Regions from separate parts of the Cricetulus griseus genome. Here region 2 is linked to region 1. A link is a contact called in public Hi-C data. All regions are on one chromosome and are shown on one strand. The core of a region is the stretch at or near the end of the contact, and the rest is flanking DNA. Distances in the headings are between cores, read along the strand shown. Region 1 has its middle 28 kb from the start of Plod2. Region 2 has its middle 290 kb from the start of Plod2.

Region 1 (3,922 bases), core at 640-3,139:
ACCTCCCTTGCTCATATGTTCCTTGCGCCCTCTCTTTACCTGGATTCCTGAAGCTCAGTCTGGTTCTTGGTTGTGAATCTCTGTCTGGTTCCATCAGTTACTGGATGAAGACTCTATGATGATAGTTGGGGTTTTCATCAGTCTGATTACAGGGATAGGCCAGTTCAGGCCTCCTCTCTACTATTGCTAGGAGTCTTAGTTGGGGTCCTCCTTGTGGATTCTTGGGAGTTACCTTAGCACCAGTTTTCTTCCTAAGCCCGTCGTGGCTGTCTCTATTAAGATATCTTTTTCATTGCTCTTGCCCTACATCCTTCCCCACCTAGACTATCTCATTCCCTTCTGTTCTCATCCTGCCTCCTCTCCCCCCTTACAACCTCTACCCCCAGTTTGCCCTCTAAATATCATCTAATTTCTCTTCCGAGGGTGATCCATGTGTCCCTCTTAGGGTCCTCCTTATTACCTAACTTCTCTGGAGCTGTGGACTTCAGTCTAGTTATCCTTTGCTTTGATCTTTGATTATTTATGGAAGTTTGCCAAAACACTTGTTTAATGGTGTCTCCTAATGTTTTGTTTTATTTACTGAAGAAAATTCAGAGTAGTATGGTTTTTAACAACAGACATTAAGTATTTTAATTGTTCTGTGGATCAGTTTCTCCAATGTTGACAGAGAATGATTAAAAAATATTGATATTGGGATTAAGGTGTTTCCAATGGTAAAGAGTTACTTGCCTGTCCTTTGTTGATCTGCATTCATTAGTGCAATGCTGGCCTTTGTCATACCTTCTGTGTACTCCAGAATGCTGGGGCCTTCTATTTGTATTATCTCAAGAAAAAAAGAAAAACCTTGTTTATAGGAGTGCCTTGCCTACAATCATTTTTTCAGATGGCCTTGCCTTCCACAAACAAAACATCTGACATATTGTTTTTTCAAAATGTTTAGAAATCACTTCTATCAAAGTAGCATTGTAAGTGTGAGATCCACTGTCATATGTATTTCTAATACATTCATCGATAGGGGCTGAACTTACATTTAAAGGCCTAAACACTCTTTTGCATTCTGAATTAGCATTTTCAAAAGCCAACAATTCAATTAATATTTGTCTAACTTCTGGATCTGATACTATTCTATTTACATCTGAAGTCAATCTTTGCAAATAAAGTCAGTCTTGTATAATTTTACTAAAGGACTCAGACCTCTTTCTTGATTCTTTAACCTTGTCCCAAGCATTCAAAGCTGCTCAACAACATAGCGTCAAGGTGTGATCATCAAATCCAAACTGTCTGTGCAAATCAGCGTATTGGCCATTACTTTCTGACTCTCTAGGATTATTTTCGCCAACTGGTTGCTAACTTGGCCTCCTGACCCAAGGTTGATTTTTATTGAATTAACCAAAATGCAAACTTGGGGTTCACCACGTGATTGAATATCCTGTTACATATTCCTCTAACCAGTCTTCCTCACCGAGTAATACGTAATTCCTCACTGGGAATAAACAACTAGTTTAAAATAGATGTGCACACACAGATGGTCATATTTGTAAAAATTTTAGGATTCTAAAGTGAACGCCTGAATTATACCTGGACAGACAATATGGATATTCGTATTTCTTTTTGAATGGTTGGGTGTGTCGTAGTCTGTTTATTTCTTGAATACTGTAAAGCAATTACTGAGGTTGGAATGATTAAACATCACTTAAGAGGACCCCAAAGTAATGTGGTTTCCCTGAGCTCTGAAAACAGAATGGAATATGAAGCTTAATGAAAGTTTAAAGGAGCTAACCAAGACTTAAAGGGAAGGACGATTTTCAGTTTTCCCTTACATTCCCGTAAGTTTGTCTGTGACTCAGCAGTAGGTTCCAGTGACTTAATGCTTCCACTTACCCAGAAGGGGAACATGACTATTTACTCAACCCATGATCCCCAGTTAGGAGAACTGCAGCCTCGGGGGAGCCAATCTTGTGGTTTGGCTTTCATCTTTTTTTTTTTCTTTTCCTTTAGAAAATCAGTACTTACAGTTAGCCTGCTTACCAGACTTTTTTTTATGTCTTCAGATATTTCTGGATCCATTTGCTTTGAGACTCTATAAAAGCCTGGCTTACCTACCTTGCACAGAGCAAAGAAAAATCTTTTTCTACATTTTTACATCATTGCTACATCAAAGTTTAAAAATCCAATTATCTGCAAATTCTAATAATAACATCATCAGGCAGCAATTAGGTCATTGTGGAGTTAATTCTCTATACACAACCATGGAGAGTACAGAACTTCTTTCCTAGGATGTAGGCATTTTAGCAAGGGTAGCTGCAGGATTCAGGTCATAGCATTTAGTGAACACCTGCAATGACTCCTGGTGACTCTAGAAAACACACAGAACCTGAGAGGCATATGCATGACACTCACAGTTGAATATCATTCAGTTGCAGTGTAAGCACTTACTATTTTTCATCATGTACCTGTTGTGTGATTAATGGAAAGTTCTGGGAAGCAGAGTTTCTTTCTTTCTTTCTTTCTCTCTCTCTCTCTTTCTTTCTTTCTTTCTTTCTTTCTTTCTTTCTTTCTTTCTTTCTAAGCTTCACATTCTCATTTTAATTCTCCATTAGAGGTTTCTTGTTCCCCAATAAATAATCATATTGAGGTTTCCATTTTGTCCCTTTTCAACATTGCAAAAGAGACTTATTTTTGTAATTATTTTTTTATTAGTTCAAATTAGGAACAAGCTTGCTTCACATGTCCATCCCTTCTCCCTCTCCCTCCCCTCCCCTCAACCCTCCCCCAAACCCTCCCTCCCAACCTCCTACTTGCCTCCCACTCCATCCCCCCTCCACTCCCCAGGCAGGGGAGGGCCATCAATGGCTCCCCAAAGTCCACCACATCATCCTGGGCCAGGCCTAGGCCCTCCCCCATGTGTCCAGGTGGAGAGTGCATCCCTTCACGTGGGATGGGCTCTCAAAGTCCCTTCTTACACCAGGGAAAAATACTGATCCACTACCAGTGGCCCCCTAGAGTGCCGAGGCCTCCTCATTGACATCCATGTTCAAGGGTCTGGATCAGTCCTGTGCTGGCCTCCCAGACAGCAGTCTGGTGTCCATGTGCTCCCCCTTGTTCAGTCCAGCTGTTTCTGTGGGTTTCACCAGCCTAGTACTGACCCCTTTGATCTCCATTCCTCCCTCTCTGCTTCCAGAGTTTAGTTCAGTGTATGTCTGTGGGTGTCTGCCTCTGCTTCCATCAGCCACTGGATGAGGGCTCTAGCATGGCATAAAAAGTAGTCATCATTCTCATTATAGGGGAAGGGCATTTAGGTTATCCTCTCCACCATTGCCTAAATTGTCAATGCAAAGGAGACTTTAAAGAACTTTAATATGAGATACTACAGTAAGAATTACTTCTGGTGATATTTATTTTCAACAGTGGACCGAGTTAATGGTTCCTTTTATGCAACCGTGTCTCCATGTGCTGCCTTGTGTGATAACTGATATACAACTCTTGTGTCCATAAAGAAATTGGAAAATTATCAAAGATGGGGCGGTGATTCTGTTAGCTCAAAGACAATGGTGGCAGAGTTGACCTTGGGCCTGGAGCCCATCCCACATGGAGGGTTATTCCCTGAGCCTAGACACAAAGAAGCAGAACTGACACTGAAATCATCAGTCAGGAAATATATTTCCCTGAATTCCTAGTTGAGCAAACATACCGGCCCCTGAAGTTCATTTTTTACATGAATAATAAATAGCAAGAAAAAGAGACCTGAGTTTTACACACACACACACACACACACACACACACACACACACACACACACCAACACACTAGCTAGCCCACCTGTAGTGTCTTGATTTAGAAACATTTGCATGATCAGTTGGTTAAGGGGAGGAAGTACTGAAGTCCAGTAGAAGGGAAAGGAGCAGGGTTTGAGAGTCATCTG
Region 2 (3,922 bases), core at 763-3,262, 320 kb before region 1:
TAACATGGGGTTAGCTCGTTAAATTACAATAAAGCCTCGTGCAGTTTGCATCAAGCTCTCGAATCCGCCTGGTGATTGGGGTGACCGTGGTCATGGCCTGGGACCCTGGATACCTGAGTTTTCCATGGGTCTAACAATAGAAACAAAAAAAAGAATAATAAAAATCTTGTTGGGGTAAAATGGAGGCCTAGTTTTCAGTTCATTACAATGAGAGAAAAGGAGAATGAACAATCATATTTGAAATGTAATTGATACATAAAACAACAAAACAAAATTTTCAAACTGGCATTATTTTCCAGAGAGAGTGACTTCTGAAATATCACTACAAAGGAATGATGGAATATTTCAAAATTTTACATTAAAGATCATAGTAAAAATACCCATGAGAAAAACAAAACACATATCATGTCAAAGACTTTAACCTGAATAATATAAAACTTATTTACAGCCACATTAGAAGTTTTATAATGATGTGATGCCTTCAAAGTTGCCAAGAAAATCATCTTCAATCAAGATGTTTGTACTCAGAAAAAGAGCTAATCAAGTCATAATCTGAAACTATAGTCTTCAAACTTCCAATTTCTTAAACACATTTTCTCAGAAAACTTCTTTGTATAAGCAATTAGAGAGAGAGACTCAACAACCAGAATATTCCAACAAATGTGGTCTGAAACAGGAGACTCAAGTAATAGTAGTCTAGGGAGAACTTGAGTGCACAGTTTCTCAGCAGGCATTCCAAATAGCCAGCAGTAATTAAAAGGCCAGGGCAGAAAGCTTCAGATAGATGTCTTACAGTAACCAAGGCCACTGCTCATATACATATGAGTCTGGAATTACTGAGAGGGTCTTTCACCATATTTGCACATAGTTTTGGTTGAGTCATTAAGAACTGTAAAGAATGTCAAGTTAATGAATAGAATTAAGTGGTATTTAATGCTTGAAAATATAAAAAGAAAGAAAGCATAATCATGAAATAAATACAATTTGTCTTTATGCATTTACATACAATTGCAATGTGTATAGTAAACCTAGACTTAAAAGGTTAGTGGTTACATAGAGTTCAAAATGGGAGTTATGCCATGGAATGCATGGTATCATGAAAGTACCCAGATAGTAGAAAGGTAATAGGTGATTTATTAAATTCCAAAGGCCTGAAATAATGGGTGTAGAGAGAGAAATGTCAAAACAAACTGAACACTCTTAAAGTGTATTCTCTGGAAATGGACTAATAAAATTAAAATTCTAGGAAAGGAATTATTGTGGTTTATTGAAAATTGTCCACGTTTATTACGTAGATAGTGTTTTACATTATATCTATTTAAATTACTGAGGGAAATCCAGAGGCAAATAAGAAAAACCTGTTCACATACTTCCTATAATAGAGGCTGTTCTGACATTGACAAAATGATTTTACAGAATAATTTTATTAGTAAGTGAATCCCTTATTGGAATAAGAAATTGAAAGACTAGGAAGCAAGGAAACAGTGGGACAGGAGTTTACTACAATTTGAGTTGCAGAGAAGTGTGGTTAGTTAACCTTGAGAGTACAAATGTGTATAATCATAGATATGATACAGAAAAATATTAGTCAGATGATAAAGAAGTGAAATTTGGTGTGGTAGCCTCTGGAGTAAAAATGCATTTAATTGTAGCTGTGAAAGAAAGAAATATTAGCCAGATGATAAAAGAAGTGAGTTAACCTTGAGAGTAAACATGTATATAATTGGAGATATGAGGCAGAAAAACATTAGTCAGATGATTGCATAGGTATATTTTTAATAGCCAGGAAAACTGAAGTAAAGCAGAAGCAAGTACAGAATTTTTAAGAATTTGTTAAGTTTTGTAAGGATCCTTCCCCGTCGTGGAAGTCACAGTGGCAGCTGTCTCAGAGCTGCGCCAGTGGGGCTTGGGGAAGTAAAGGTGTGCCACCTACGCACTAGATCAGCAGGACCAGCGGGTGACAAGAACTCAGAGTTGCTACAATGTTGAAGGTTAACTTTGCAAGCAGCTGCAGTCACAGATGACCTGCAGTAGGCCAGCCCAGGCCCAGAGGGCAAAGGCCTCCAGAGGGCCTAGTCCCTGGTAGGAAGCCCAAGCCTAGAAACCCACAGCCTTGGGAACTGCTGCCTTGGCCGCTGCCCAGGCAGGTGTAAGGAAAAATTAATGCAGCCTGTCAGAAATTGTTTTAAGACCTTATAGAAAAAAAAAAGGTGACATAGATGAATTTGGATTTGTTCGGATTTTAGATGCACATAATTCAAGGATTAGCTATAGTTGCTGTATTACAGGAGAGTTTAGTTAAAGATGTTTCATCCCAACAAACTAATCATAACGTAGGGAAAAAGAGAGCTGAAAGGTGTATACATGCTCTGTATGGTGTGGCCACATGTGTGTGTGTGTGAAGTGTGATTGTGAATGCATGACTCCTAACAAAAGGACTTACTTGAATTGCTTTGGATGTAGTCAAAGAGGGTACCAGGTCAGACAGTGTCTTCACAGGAAGAGTTGGCAATCTGAGCCTTCCACAGCTGGCCCCCAGAGCCAGTCAGTGGAAAATGGCCAAAGCCAGCATGGCCTGAGAGCCAAAAGATCCTGTTTGGATGATTCAATAGAATTTAGCAGAGGAGAGGATACAGAAATTCTCCCAATTTTTGTGGTTAAAAAAGAAATCTAGAGAATAGAGGTCAATGCAATGATTTGAGAAAAGTTACTGAGAAAAAGCCTCAGGGAACTGCTGCCCTGTTAGGCCCCACCTAGAAAAGTGTCTGTGAAGATGCAAATGAGACCCTGTTAGCTAATGAAAACTTTACAGATTGAATTAGAAAAGACTACTCACTACTTTGAGTAATTTTCTGAAGGTACTTGGGACATATGTTATATCCTAAAAAAAAAAAAAAAAAATTAAGCCTCAAAAATTAGAAATTAGTAAAGATAGCTTGCAATCTTTGAATGATTTTCAGAAGTTATTGGAAAACATTCAGTGGTTATGTACTTTTTTAAAGGCATCTACTGGTGATTTGAAATGTTTGTGTGATATTCTGAAAGGAGATAGTGATCCCAATTCACATAGACAGCTAACTAGAGGCTAGGCAAGTTCTCCCAAGTTGGAGACTGCAATCCAGCATCAGCAAATATGCTATATTAACTATGCAAAACCATGGAAAATTTATATACTTCTTATACAGCTTAGTCTGACTTCTGTCTTATGGCAAGCTGGACCATTATTAGAGTTGCACCTACCCTTTTCCCCAGCCAAAGTGTTAAATCCTCATTTTGAAGCCATAGCTTTTATGGTACAGAAATGCCATATGGAGTCTAGGAGATATTTTGGCCAAAAACCAAGTGTAATAACATGTTCCCTATACCAAACAACAAGTTGATTGGTTATTTCAAAACAGTGATTCTTGGGCAATTGCTTTTGCTCAATTTTGGGGAAAAATTGATAATCAGTTTCCAGCTCATAGACTATTGCAATTTGCACTAATGCATCCTTTTATAGTCCCCCAAAAATGTAAGGAGTAATCCTGTAAAAATAAAAATGCTATGTTAGTTTTTACTGATAGTTTCTCTAATGGAAAAGCGGTTATGTTATTGATAGTAAAGAGTATGTATTACAGACAATTCCATCTTCAGCTCAAATAGTAGAGTTACAAGCTGTTGCAGTAGTTTTTCAACTTCTAGTGAATGATTCATTTAATTTGTATACTGATAGTCATATGTTTTTAAAGTTCTCCAAGTAAGAGAGACAGTTCTGTACATTGGAACTAGTAATGATCAGATTAGAATACCATTTGAGCAAATTCAAAGTGCCATTCATCAAAGAAAATCACCATGCTTTGTGGGTCATATAAGAACTCATTCAAACCTTCCCGGCCCATTGGCTGAAGGGAATGAGTCAGCAGATAGATTAACAAAAATGGTC

The links. A called contact is a pair of places that touch in the nucleus more often than the background predicts.
Region 2: a contact with region 1 is called in a Hi-C map of liver, with 4 times the contacts expected there. The contact joins two enhancer-like sites. A contact is called at or near these places in 2 of 8 Hi-C or Micro-C datasets (the CHO-K1 cell line and liver).

What each region holds. Positions count from the first base shown.
Region 1 is chr4:201,494,013-201,497,934 of CriGri-PICRH-1.0, reverse strand. No RefSeq gene overlaps it. Among named protein-coding and RNA genes, the nearest start is that of Plod2, 28 kb to the left of the region's middle. Within about 2 kb of position 1,889, at least 2 of the 6 cell types and tissues checked have open chromatin away from gene starts, as enhancers often do.
Region 2 is chr4:201,813,406-201,817,327 of CriGri-PICRH-1.0, reverse strand. No RefSeq gene overlaps it. Among named protein-coding and RNA genes, the nearest start is that of Plod2, 290 kb to the right of the region's middle. Within about 2 kb of position 2,012, at least 1 of the 6 cell types and tissues checked has open chromatin away from gene starts, as enhancers often do.